Regions from separate parts of the Macaca mulatta genome. Here region 2 is linked to region 1. The links are chromatin contacts, called in public Hi-C maps. All regions are on one chromosome and are shown on one strand. The core of a region is the stretch at or near the end of the contact, and the rest is flanking DNA. Distances in the headings are between cores, read along the strand shown.

The links. Hi-C and Micro-C count contacts between places; a contact is called where the count stands out from the background.
Region 2: a Hi-C map of blood shows a contact between it and region 1, with 3 times the contacts expected there. The contact joins the promoter of RAB5A here to the promoter of KAT2B in region 1. A contact is called at or near these places in 4 of 14 Hi-C or Micro-C datasets (blood, cortical neurons, fetal cortex germinal zone and 1 more).

Annotation. Positions count from the first base shown.
Region 1 is chr2:28,523,179-28,529,077 of T2T-MMU8v2.0, forward strand. It overlaps KAT2B (lysine acetyltransferase 2B), which reads right to left and starts at 2,053. Exons shown (of 17, transcript XM_028843649.2): 1 at 1,719-2,053. The coding sequence starts at 2,021.
Region 2 is chr2:28,610,794-28,616,154 of T2T-MMU8v2.0, forward strand. It overlaps RAB5A (RAB5A, member RAS oncogene family), which reads right to left and starts at 3,792. Exons shown (of 6, transcript NM_001261148.2): 1 at 3,398-3,792; 2 at 1-117. The coding sequence starts at 24.

The DNA of each region.
Region 1 (5,899 bases), core at 803-3,302:
AGATTTTGGTGTATCCATCACCCAAGCAGTATGCCCTGAACTCACGACCTTGTTCTTAATTCTGTACCTAGCTCTCCCTTCTGCCTACTACAGTCAGTGGCCTGTTCTCATTCATCTAATGCCCTTCATGATCAACTCCTGGGCTTGCACCTTTCAAAAAGCACACTCCCCACTTCATCTTTTTTGCATTCCTTCTTCAGAAATAACCACACGGCATTATTATTTGTTTCTGTCTTTTCTGCTAAATTCAACGGGGACAAATAATATACTGTCCAGGTCTGAATTGGAATGTGGTCTGTGGACTAGCGTAGTGCCACTTGGGAGTTCGTCAGAAATGCAAACTCTTAGCTTCCACCTCAGACCACCTGATTCAGAATCAGCATTTTAACCAGCTTCCCCAGGAGATTCCCATGCACATGAAAGTTTGAGGAGCACTGGGCTAGATCCCACATTCACTCAACAAATATTTATCGAACCAGTATAGGATACAGAGGTGCTCAACATAAACATGAGGATACGGTGTGGAAAAAGAGCAAGCACAGACATTCCATTGTGACTAAGAAGCTCCTGTAAGTACTAAGAAGAGTATAACCCAGATGTTCCAGTAGAATAAATAATAGTTATATCAAAATTCAGAAGTGGCCACTGCAGCTTGGTTGTGGGAATTGGGAATCCGGAATCTGGGAACTTGACCCTCTTTGCAGCAGGCAGGAAGAATACAGGGAGGTGTGTGAGTGTGTGTGAGTGTGTCTCTTCCCTGCCTCTGCCACAGGCCGCAGGAGCTGACAAGGCCAAGTCCCCGCCCCCCTCAGCTGTCACCCTGTCAAAACAAAGCCGCTGCTGACAGCGCAGGGCCAGCCTGCCCCGCGGCCTCGGGCAATCCTCCCACCTCGGGAGCACGGCCCCCACATCTGGATCTGCAGCTGGGGATGACAGGGTGCCTAAACTGGCACGGAGAGTGGGTAGCAAGAAATGGGTGTCCTCAAACCAAGCAGTAGCGTCCGCGGCGCTGGGCTGTCACCTTGCCAAATCCTGTTTACACCTCGAGCAGCTGGGACAGCGTTTTAACTAAACAAGTAATAATACAATAATGACAGGGCTGTCACTGCGCGCGGCAGCGCCTCCGCCCCCAGCCGAGGGCGTCAGGCGCCACAAGACCCTCGCCTCGGGCTCTGCCCACCTTCGCACCCCGCGCTTTCCTCCCCTTCGCTTTCCCAAAGCGCCAGGAGTCCGGGAGTCTTCTCCACCCCGACTCCTTGCACCCAGTTCCTCCCAGTGGGACACGGGAAGGGATCGACTGCAGAAGGGACCACTCAGTCCCCCAAAAGATGTTTCCCTGCCCCTGGGTCGCCCACCACATGGAGAGCACCGCTCCACTCCCGCGAAAGTGACTCCAGCGAGCTCCTACAGAGCAACAAAACCCCAGAGTAGCCCGGGAGCTCGGATTCCGAAGCTACTCCTTTCAAGCGGAAGGAATGAAGGGCTCTCCGTCTTAGTGATCCCCTTCTTCAAACCCAGCAGGACTCTTATCCAAGAAGAAGCTAATTGGGCTCGGGCGACAAGAGCACTTCCGCGGTGCAGCGGCCCCAGGCGGGAGGCGGGAGGCGAGAGGCAGAAGGCAGAAGGCGGGAGGCGGAGGTGGAAGCGGGAGGGGGAGGGGGGTCCCGCGGGCTGGGCCCCTAGCACCCATCCGCGGTCCGAGAACGGCGAGCGCGTACCTTGCAGGCGGAGTACACTCCGAGTTTCTCCAGTTTCTTGGCCCGCGGAGCGGAGCGTAGTTGCGCCTTCTTCACGGCGATTCGGGCCGAGCCACCGCCTCCCGGTCCTTCGGCCGTGCCCGCTGCAGCCACTGCCGTTGCCGGACCGCAGGCGCCCGAGCCCCCGGCAGCAGCGGCGCAGGGGGAGCCCTGCGGGGGCGCGGGCGGCAGCACCACGGGCTGCGGGGGCAGCGCCCCGGGCCCGGCCCCTGCCCCGGCTCCTGCCCCGCAGCCGCCCGGCCCGGCCCCGCCAGCCTCGGACATGCCGCCCCGGAGCACGGCAGGAGGCGCCGAGTGTCAGGCGCCGCCGCCGCCGCCAGGGTCTCCCTCTCGGGCTCTGGTCGTCGGGAGAGCGAGACCCTCCCCCCACGCCCTCCCGCCCCCTTCGCCCACCCCCCTCCCCGCCCCCGCCCTCCCCCTCGCGCGCCGCTCGCCGGGCTAGCTCCGGCCGGGCCCCGCGAGCTGATGGTGGCGGCGGCGGCGGCGGCGGCAGCTGCTCCCCCAGGAGGGAGGGGACTAGCGGCTCCGCTGCCGCTGCCGCTGCCGCTGCCGCTGCCACCGCCGCCACAGCACACGCCCTTCCTTGGTTATCCTGCCCGGGACTCTGCTCCGCGCCCTGGCTGCGGACATGTTCCTCGGGGCTGCGGACTGGGTGTGCGTGCGGGCGGGTGCCAGCCTCGCAGTGTGTGCCGGGGCCGGGAGGCCCCCCACGGCTTCTTTTCCGCTGCCCGCGAGGTTTGCACCCCCCACCCCAGTGCCTCGACACCTACTGCTCGCCCGCCAGGGGGCGAGGCCAATCCCTGGGTGTGGGTGAGGGTGGGGACGAGGGTGGGGGTAGGGGACTGGAGCCCAGGCACCTGCTGGCCACCTCCCCCCTCCGCGGCCCCCCATCCGACCCCCGCACGCCCGCACCAGTGGGAGGGGGCCGCCTCTCAGTCATTTGTCCTTCCACTCTCTTCCACCCTGTCTCTGAGCAGAGACAACTTCCTCCACCCTAGCGGGAGCCAGAGGAAAAAAAAAATATTTTTGAAAAGTACCCGTCCATGCTAATCCTTTTCTTTGTTGCTAATTCACCAAAATAAAAGCGTGATGTTTTCCCTTTCTCTTTTTAAATACTTTCTGTCAAACTATGTTTTAATATAATTAACACTTTCTTCCTATAGCAATTTGTGGGTCAAATCTGCCAGAGGAGGGGGAAAAAACTTACTATTCCCTGTACTTTTTGTTTGAAAGTGCTGGTTGCTAAAAGAACGATTGTCTAAAAGCATTGTCAAAATAAAAACTATGTGCAGTGGAAAAAGTTTGAATACAAAAAGTTTGTTAACAGGACTCGTTTCTGGGTGGTGGTTCTATCACGTTACGTAGTTTTCAAAATTGTACCACCAGCGTGCATATTAACCAGGAAAAAGATATAAGCATCATTCAAAAGAATAAATACCGATTTTGGCCTCAAACTTAAAAAAAAAAAAAAAAGAAAAAAAAAAACCCTCAACTCAGTTTTCAACTCTTGTTGAAAACTGTTGTTTTCTCTGTTGATGACTGTGGAGCATACATGTCAGTGCTGCGTTTGAAAGTGGCGTACGGTTGATCGCCTTCTTAAAGCAGGTTTTAAAAGTCCAGGGCTGTTTCTCAGGACCCTTCAGAAGTGCCCTACTTTTTGTTATATGCAATGTGGGTCATAATGTGCTTATTATCAGATTTTATGCATGCTATATAGCTCTCAGGCCAGACGCCTTAAGGGGTGTGCTTTTCGTTGGAAACATTCCCCTTCTCCTTTTTCCAGATTCTCTGTGTTATTTTGACTTGTAATGCAGTGTAATACATAAACATGGGAAGGTGGGGGACTTTGTAGATCTAAACAGTGATATTAGTTTAGACAGGGCAAAAGGCAATATTCTCTCCCAACTTGAGTCCAGTCTTGAGGGGATGAAATGGCAGATTCTTATCAGGTTCCGTTCAGGACAATTAACTTCAGTGCTTCCTTTCTTAGCTTGACGTGCTTCACGTTACCAGTGGTACTCTCTCCTGACTCTGCTGAGAAATTTCGCAGATTTTTGCCATTCTCCTCAAAGCAGGGTGAGAGTCTTAAAGGCTGTGCTTCTCTGATCAAACTCTAACATGGATTTAACAAATACTAATAAGAGCTTGGGTTCTACCTTGTAGGCGTTTGTCAAACTGATGGAATGGTCCACTTGAGATTTGTACATTTCACTGGATGTAAATGTTGCCTCAAAATTTTTTTAAAAAAGAAAAGAATTACAAGCATTGAACTCTATTTAATGGTGCTCTTTGTACTTTGAGATGCGTCAAAAATAAGATGTATGGATGCCTCTATGCATGGGTAAAGGGTGGATGAACAGAGATACGATAAAGCAAATAGGGGACCATATAATAGTAGAGTCTAGGTAATGGGCACACTGCGCAATTCTTTCGACTTTTCTGTATGTTTGAAAATTTTCACAGTAACATATTGGGGGAGGGAACCCGGATTTAACATTAAGTCACCTATCACCTCCTCCTCCCAAGCGTCCCTCAGAATTCAGGAGGCAGACAATTTCCAGGATGTTTTGAAGCAGAATTAGCCATTCTCCTTTCAATCCACTCTGAAAACCATCACTGTCTGTGTGGCGAATGGCTTGTGCCATTAACTGAACATTATTTTTCATTATTTCCCTGCTCAGAGTACCCAGATGACATACTGCCTTAGGCTGAAGGCCCGCAGTTTCAAGACCTATTCAAAGTGTGTTATGAGCACCAGGCAAGGAAATTTCAAGGGCAAAGGATTCAGGAGGCTTATTGCTTTTCCATAACTAGGTTGTTGTAAGCATTCAATATGCTCTTTCTGTGCACACAGTACTTTTAAGAAATGACTACCAAGAAAATAAAAGGCAATGTTTTCATTTACAAAGTGTTTACCACTTACTGAGGTAAAGAAGCTACATTCAGGAAATAAAAGCCTGGAGAGTGGGCATAGTAGAGGCAGGCTGACCACTGGAGGTTACTTGTGGTATATTCACACAATAGAATATTTTATAGCTGTTATACAGAATGACCTTTATAAAAATATAATAACATAGATCTCTAAGAAACACTGTTGAATAAATCTCAGTGCAGCAGTTATGTTAAAAACAAACTCACACTGACATATAAGCACAATTTTGTATATGTTCAATAAAGGCATGGGAAATTCAAAAGTAATGAAAAGATTTTAAAAGGTGCATAGCAATAAAATAAAATTTCAACTTCACAACATGATATTATATAACAAGAAGTTGACAAGGTCCACCCCTTCCCATTCTCCCTGGTGCTGCAGTATACTTCAGCCAAACTCAGGAAACGCTTTCCTACCTCAGGGCCTTTGCATTTGCTGTACTATGCGGATACCCTCCACCAAACAGCATGGCTAGCCCTGTTCATCTGGTATTCCTTGCTCCAAGATGCCTTCCTAAGAAAGGCAAGTTTTGTGGTCATCTATTGTTATATCATCTAGCAGAGTTTCTTGCCATATTGCTTCCTACCAAGGCTACACAGCTTCTGTAATGTACCAGTAACCCTGGATCCCACAGATGGATTGAAATTGTCCCCAGTAAAGGCACAGACGCTAAAGGTACAGATCAAGTGGTCAAAAGTCAAAGTGCAGGTTTGACCCAGCACATGGCCCATGACTGACATTCTTCCCAGCCACCTGCTTTTAGAAACAGCAGTTGGATATGAGTGTGAAATAAAGAGACGTGAGGTCAATGTCTCAGTGGGGCCCCTTGGGCCAACCTTCCTCTGAGGGAAGTGGCTATAATTACTGAACATTTATTTTAAATTAAATAAAATAAATCCTCCTAGGAAAAAAGTATTGAAAATAATAATAAAATGAATCCTAGGATGGGGAAACATAAAATCCCCTTCCCTAGTTTTCAAGCATTTATAAATTAAATCATCATTTCCAGTGTGAATCTTAACCATGTCCCAAATACCATTAGTGCTCTTTTTTTTTTTTTCTTTTTTTTTTTTTTTGAGACGTAGTCTCCCTCTTTTGCCCTGGCTGGAGTGCAGTGGCGCTATCTCAGCTCGCTGCAACCTCCACCTCCTGGGTTCAAGTGATTCTCCTGCCTCAGCCTCCCAAGTAGCTGGAATTACAGGTGCCCACC
Region 2 (5,361 bases), core at 2,542-5,041, 89 kb after region 1:
TCTTGTTGCGCCTCGATTAGCCATGTCCAAATTTGAAATAAGTCCTTAATTTCAGATTCTTCAATGAACTTCCAGAATTCAAGGGGTCAATATTCTTCTTTCTGGAGGTAAAGAAACCTGTAAAGAAACAATTATGAATTAAATATACAAATCAGTAAAGCAAATTTACTATTAATCACTTTAAAATTTGCCTATAGCACGATTATCTTAAGCTCTACTAGACCTTCAATGTCACTATCTTTTAAAGGAAATTTAAAAGTATAGGATTTGAGCCCAAAATCATTTTTTCTTTTTTTTTTTTTTTTAAAGGCTAACCTCAAAGCTTCAACTTTGTGCCAGGCAGTACTTTAAGTACTTAACTTCTCAACAATCCTATAAAATGAGATATTATTACAATCCTTATAAATGAGGAAACAAGCACAGAGATGTTAAGAAGCTTAATTGAGGTCACATAGTTACTGTCACAGAAGTGACACACAGCTGAGTTTCAAACCCAGGCAACCTGAGAGATGACTTGAGTTCAAGTTTTGTAGCCAGGCTACTTGGGTTAACATTGTTTTGAGAAAAATTATGTTATTAATATATGGGAAGCTTTTAGAACAGATCCTAGAGTTTAGTATTATTTGAAGTCTTCTGTTAAACGACACATTTTTCATTTAATTAACGGTAATTTTGGACAACAAATATTTTCAGTATCCCAGGTTTGTGTGCCTAATGGCAGACAGACTTAAAACTGTTTCTTCATCTGCTCAAGTATACCATACACAGAAATGCTAACAGTTTTTCTCTATGTGGTGGGATTATTACTGACTTATTTACTTACACTAATTGCAACTTTTTTGTAGTTTTTAGACGAAAAATATGCATGACTTTTTTTTTTTATTAATTTTTTTGAGAAAGGGTTTTGCTCTCTCACCCAGGCTGGAGTGCAGTGGCATGGTCATAGCTCACTGTAACCTACACCTCCTGGGCTCAAGCAATCCTGCCACAACCTCCTGAGTAGCTGGGGACTACAGGCGCTCAGAACCATGCCAGGCCACTTTTTTGGTAGAGACACTGTCCTGCTATGTTGCCCAGCATGATCTTGAATTCCCGGGCTCAAGCAATCCTCCTGCCTCAGCCTCGCAAAGGGCTGGGATTACAGGTGTGAGCCACCACACCCAGCCTGCAGGCCATTATTTTTTATTTAAACAACACATTAAAAAAATCTAGCCTGAATGGCAACTTCTGTGCTAATTTTTAATCTCTAAGGAATTAGTGAATATTTGAAGAACCTTTTTCAATCCACTCACAAACCAATCTTAACAGTTTCCTTCTATCTTTAATCAAAATCCGAATATATGCTAATATATTAAACCTGATGATTCCCTCTCTAAAAACCCTGCTATATTTCACTTAGCTACCTCATGTAAGAAATATGTCTTTCACACTGGACACAGTGGCTTATACTGGTAAATTCCAACACTTGGCGGTTGAGGAAGAAGGACTGCTTGAGACCAGCCTGGGCAACAGTGAGACCCTGTCTCTATATTAAAAACAAAAGAAAGAAATACGCCTTTCCCATAAAATCAGTTTATAATATGCTCTTGATACTGAATTCCCTAACATGTCCACGAGATCTTAGTTCTTAAGGCAATAAAACTACCTCCCTGCCTTAACTAAACACCAGCTTTCTAGAGTCCTTATCTTTTACCATTACATTCTGAAATATGTACAGATTAATTGAGGTAATATCTGAGTTGCTTCTAAATAACGACGTATAAATAAAAATCCCCCTCCCCACAAACATACCAGACTTGGGGGTCTAATCCTGGCTATACCAATTTCCGCCTGGGCAAATTCTTTAATTTCCAAGTCTCTATTCCCATAATATCTAACTTGCATAGCTGCTGTGACAATTAAATGAAACAATACATGTAAACAATCTCTAATAAACATAGTAGGGATTGAAATTGTCAATAACGTGGTCCTTTGATAAGAAAATATCTAGAGAACATCATATGTACTGAAAATGCACCAATACATCTTCAGATATTACACAAGCAGTATCAATTAAAACATTTTCCATTTGTCTTTTTATCTACAAAAACACGAAATTACTTATCAAGGACAACATGCTCCAAATTTCTACGGTACTTTCAAAATTTCAGGCAAAACATCAGATTCCCATAAAAAAAAAATCAAACAAGATTCTGATTTCACTTTGACTTTTAAGGTTTAAAGTTACTTAACTGTGGCTACTCCCCTTGAGGATCTCAAACAGGAAATAACTAGAGTTAATAGTAAATACACACTTAGCATAACACGAAGGTTAAAAATTACGTGTATTCATTTGTATTCACTGCTTACTGACACTTGTTTTGCAAAACAAGAATTTTGCATAATATACATTTGTAATCTTTTGAAAATAACTGTTATTCATTCTATAGTTAAAATCCTTCTAAGTGTTCTTTGATCAAAAAATTGGGCACTTATTTTGTGCCAGGCACTGTTTCATGTACTTTGCTTACACAAATGCTGAGTTATCATTTCCATTTTACTTTAGGAATAAAGTTTATGAGCAGTCTTGAGTATTCCCAGAGATGTGCAAGTGTTTTTTTCTTATTATGTAAAAGGCAACTGATTGAACGCTTTGATTCCACTTAAGCAAGACAAAAACCAAGTATGTGAACTATGACGTTCAGAACTTAAAAGTTTGAAAGTCTCAGAGGTAAACAGCTTCCAGGAAAGATAACATCAGAACAAGTTTCATGGTCTCTACCCATTGAAGGAATTCAGCGGTCCTGTTATCTCGAATTTATTTAACGCTGTAGTTCACTACCTTCCATACATAAGACAAGAGTCTCTAGACGGCCCATTTTGACGAGTCTCCCACCCACCGACACTACACGTCTTTGGAAGTTGCAGGTAGGCGGAGCTCCCCACATTCACACCTGCAGTAGGCCCGGGTTCCTGCTTGGAGAGCACCTGAGTAGCTTATAGCCAACTCCAGATCGCCTGGATAAGCACCACTCGCCAGGTCCCTTGGCCTTTCCAACCTCCTCCCCCGAACCTGGCTGGCTTTGACCGAGACCCCCAGGACTGCCAGCACAGGGACCAGGCGGAACCGCGGCCTCCAGTACACTTTCCACGGCGCCATCTTGAGAAGGGAAAGGGTGACACCCGTCGCTCCCTCAGTCAGTCCCCAAATCCCGGTCTCCAGAGCCCCTTGAGGATGAGTCACCAGGGCTGGCAGAACAAGACGCCGGGTTCGATAGTTCTCTGGTCCAGGCTACTGCTGCGCATGAGGGAGAAGGGGCGGGGGTCTTAGTACCCGCAGGGCCGCGGACAGGCTGGGGATCGCGGATAACCTGGGGTCCAGACCCCCACTGCGCAGGGGGAGAGGCGGTTCGGTTACCTGAGACCGCAGCAAGCCGGGCTGCGGGGCCGAAGCTTCCTGGCACCAAGGCCCAGGCGTGGCCCGTAGGATGAGTGTGTGTCTATGGCGGTGGTGGTGGCGGCGGCGGCGCCGTCTGCTCTTCGCGTCGCTCCCCTCACACTGGACTGTGCGGGGCTCTTGCCGTGGTGCCGCCCCTGTCGGGCTCCGTCTCCGCCTCTCGCCGCTCCGCCTTCCTCTTTCCTTTCCCCTCCTCCGCCGCAGCCGCCGGCGCTGGAGTTCCGACGAAGTCTTCCTCCTCCTCCTCCCTCTGCCTCCTCCCCTAAGGCCAGCCGCCGGCGCCTTCACGAACCAAAACACAAACACTCAAGTCCCACCGCCGGAGCCACTTCCGCTGTCCGGTGTCGGCCCCGCCGCCACGTCGCCGCACGCAGCGAACTACGCCCTTTCGTCACTTCCCGTCATCGCCAGTGCCCCCGCTCCATCCGCTTCCCCGCCCCTTCCCGAATCCCTCCCCGCCCAGGTCTGTTCGCGGGGCGGGGCGAGGCAAGATGTCACGTGACCCTGCGAGTGGCTCTGACCGGAGCTGGCCGCCTTTCTTCCCTTCCCCCACCCCAGGTACGCGCGGCCACGCCCTCTCCAGCGCCATTGTTATTTGGGCTGGGGGGTCTCTGGGCTCCCGGCGGCCGGGTTCGGGGGAAATTCTTTTACTATGCTTTGGGGGAAGACCAAAATATCTTATTTTTTTGTTTGTTTTTTGTGCCCAGCCCTTGTGGGAGCGGCAAGGTTCCCTCACCCCAATCCTGGCACCTCGTCGAAGGGGCTTTATTAGAGAGAACTTGTCTAGCACTAGAGAACCTCCCCCCAAAAAATGTCCCTGGGGTTGGGTGGGTCGGTAAAGGCTGGTAAAACGCATTTACCCCAAGTAGGAAGAGAGGACCCTTCCTATCCTAAAAGCCGCCTTTAGGCGCCTGACAAAAGTCGCTTCTATTAAGAGTTTACGTGGTTTTGGTAGGGGGCGGGGAGGGCCAAATCCTAAAATAGCATCTACCTTTTATTCAAAATCTCTCTTCGCTCTTTACTGTACTAAATGCTTTACAGGAATTATCCAATTGAATTCTTACGCTAGGAGTCTTTCATTCTGAAACTAACTTGTTAATCGTTTGTTCCCTACATTCGAATTTTAGTTCCCCTTGGTTGTCCTCACCGCTGTAAATCTGTGTCCAGCCCAGTGCCTGGCAGCCAAGTTTTCAGTTCTAGTTGTAGATATTTTACAGGTAAATAATTTGAGACACAAGAGATTGAGTAACTTGTCCGAGAACACTGCTGTGTGGTGCCTAAGCTGGATTCTGATCTGCGGCTTGGCTCCAGAACATGAGTTGTTGAACACAATTCTGGTGAAAGACTACCCGAGACGTCGTTACCCTCCTCGGGGGACCTACTGAAGATGTGAATCCCATACAATAGTCAGTCTCTAGAAAGGCTTCTGCCACCAACCCCTCCCCAGCCTCCGCCAGAAACATTGTTTTGGTAATTTGGTAGAAGAATATTAAATTGATTTTCCTTCAGAATAAAGGCAACTTTTCAGTTTGCAGTTTACAATGTATAGCTCTGTTGTGATGGCGAGAATATTGTCCTTGAAGCATACCGGGTTAAGGTATCCTGTGGGCGTGCAGTCGGCAGCATTGTGTAATGAAGATGATTTGAACTTCGAACAGCCAGTCTTTCAGGTCAACTACCCAGTTGCCAGAAGAACGTAATGTGTCATATATAAATGGTACCTGTGGCATTTTATTCTCAAGGAGTTGTTCCAATATTAACTATTAATCATGGTGATAGCTCTGAAACAATCCCAGGAGGAATCAGGAAATAGGATATGTGACATCAGTTTTGTCATGTCAACAGCATGCCCAAAACCAAACCTATTCCACTCCAAACCTGCTTCTGCTTAGAGAATGGCATTAACATCCTCCCAGTCACCCAGA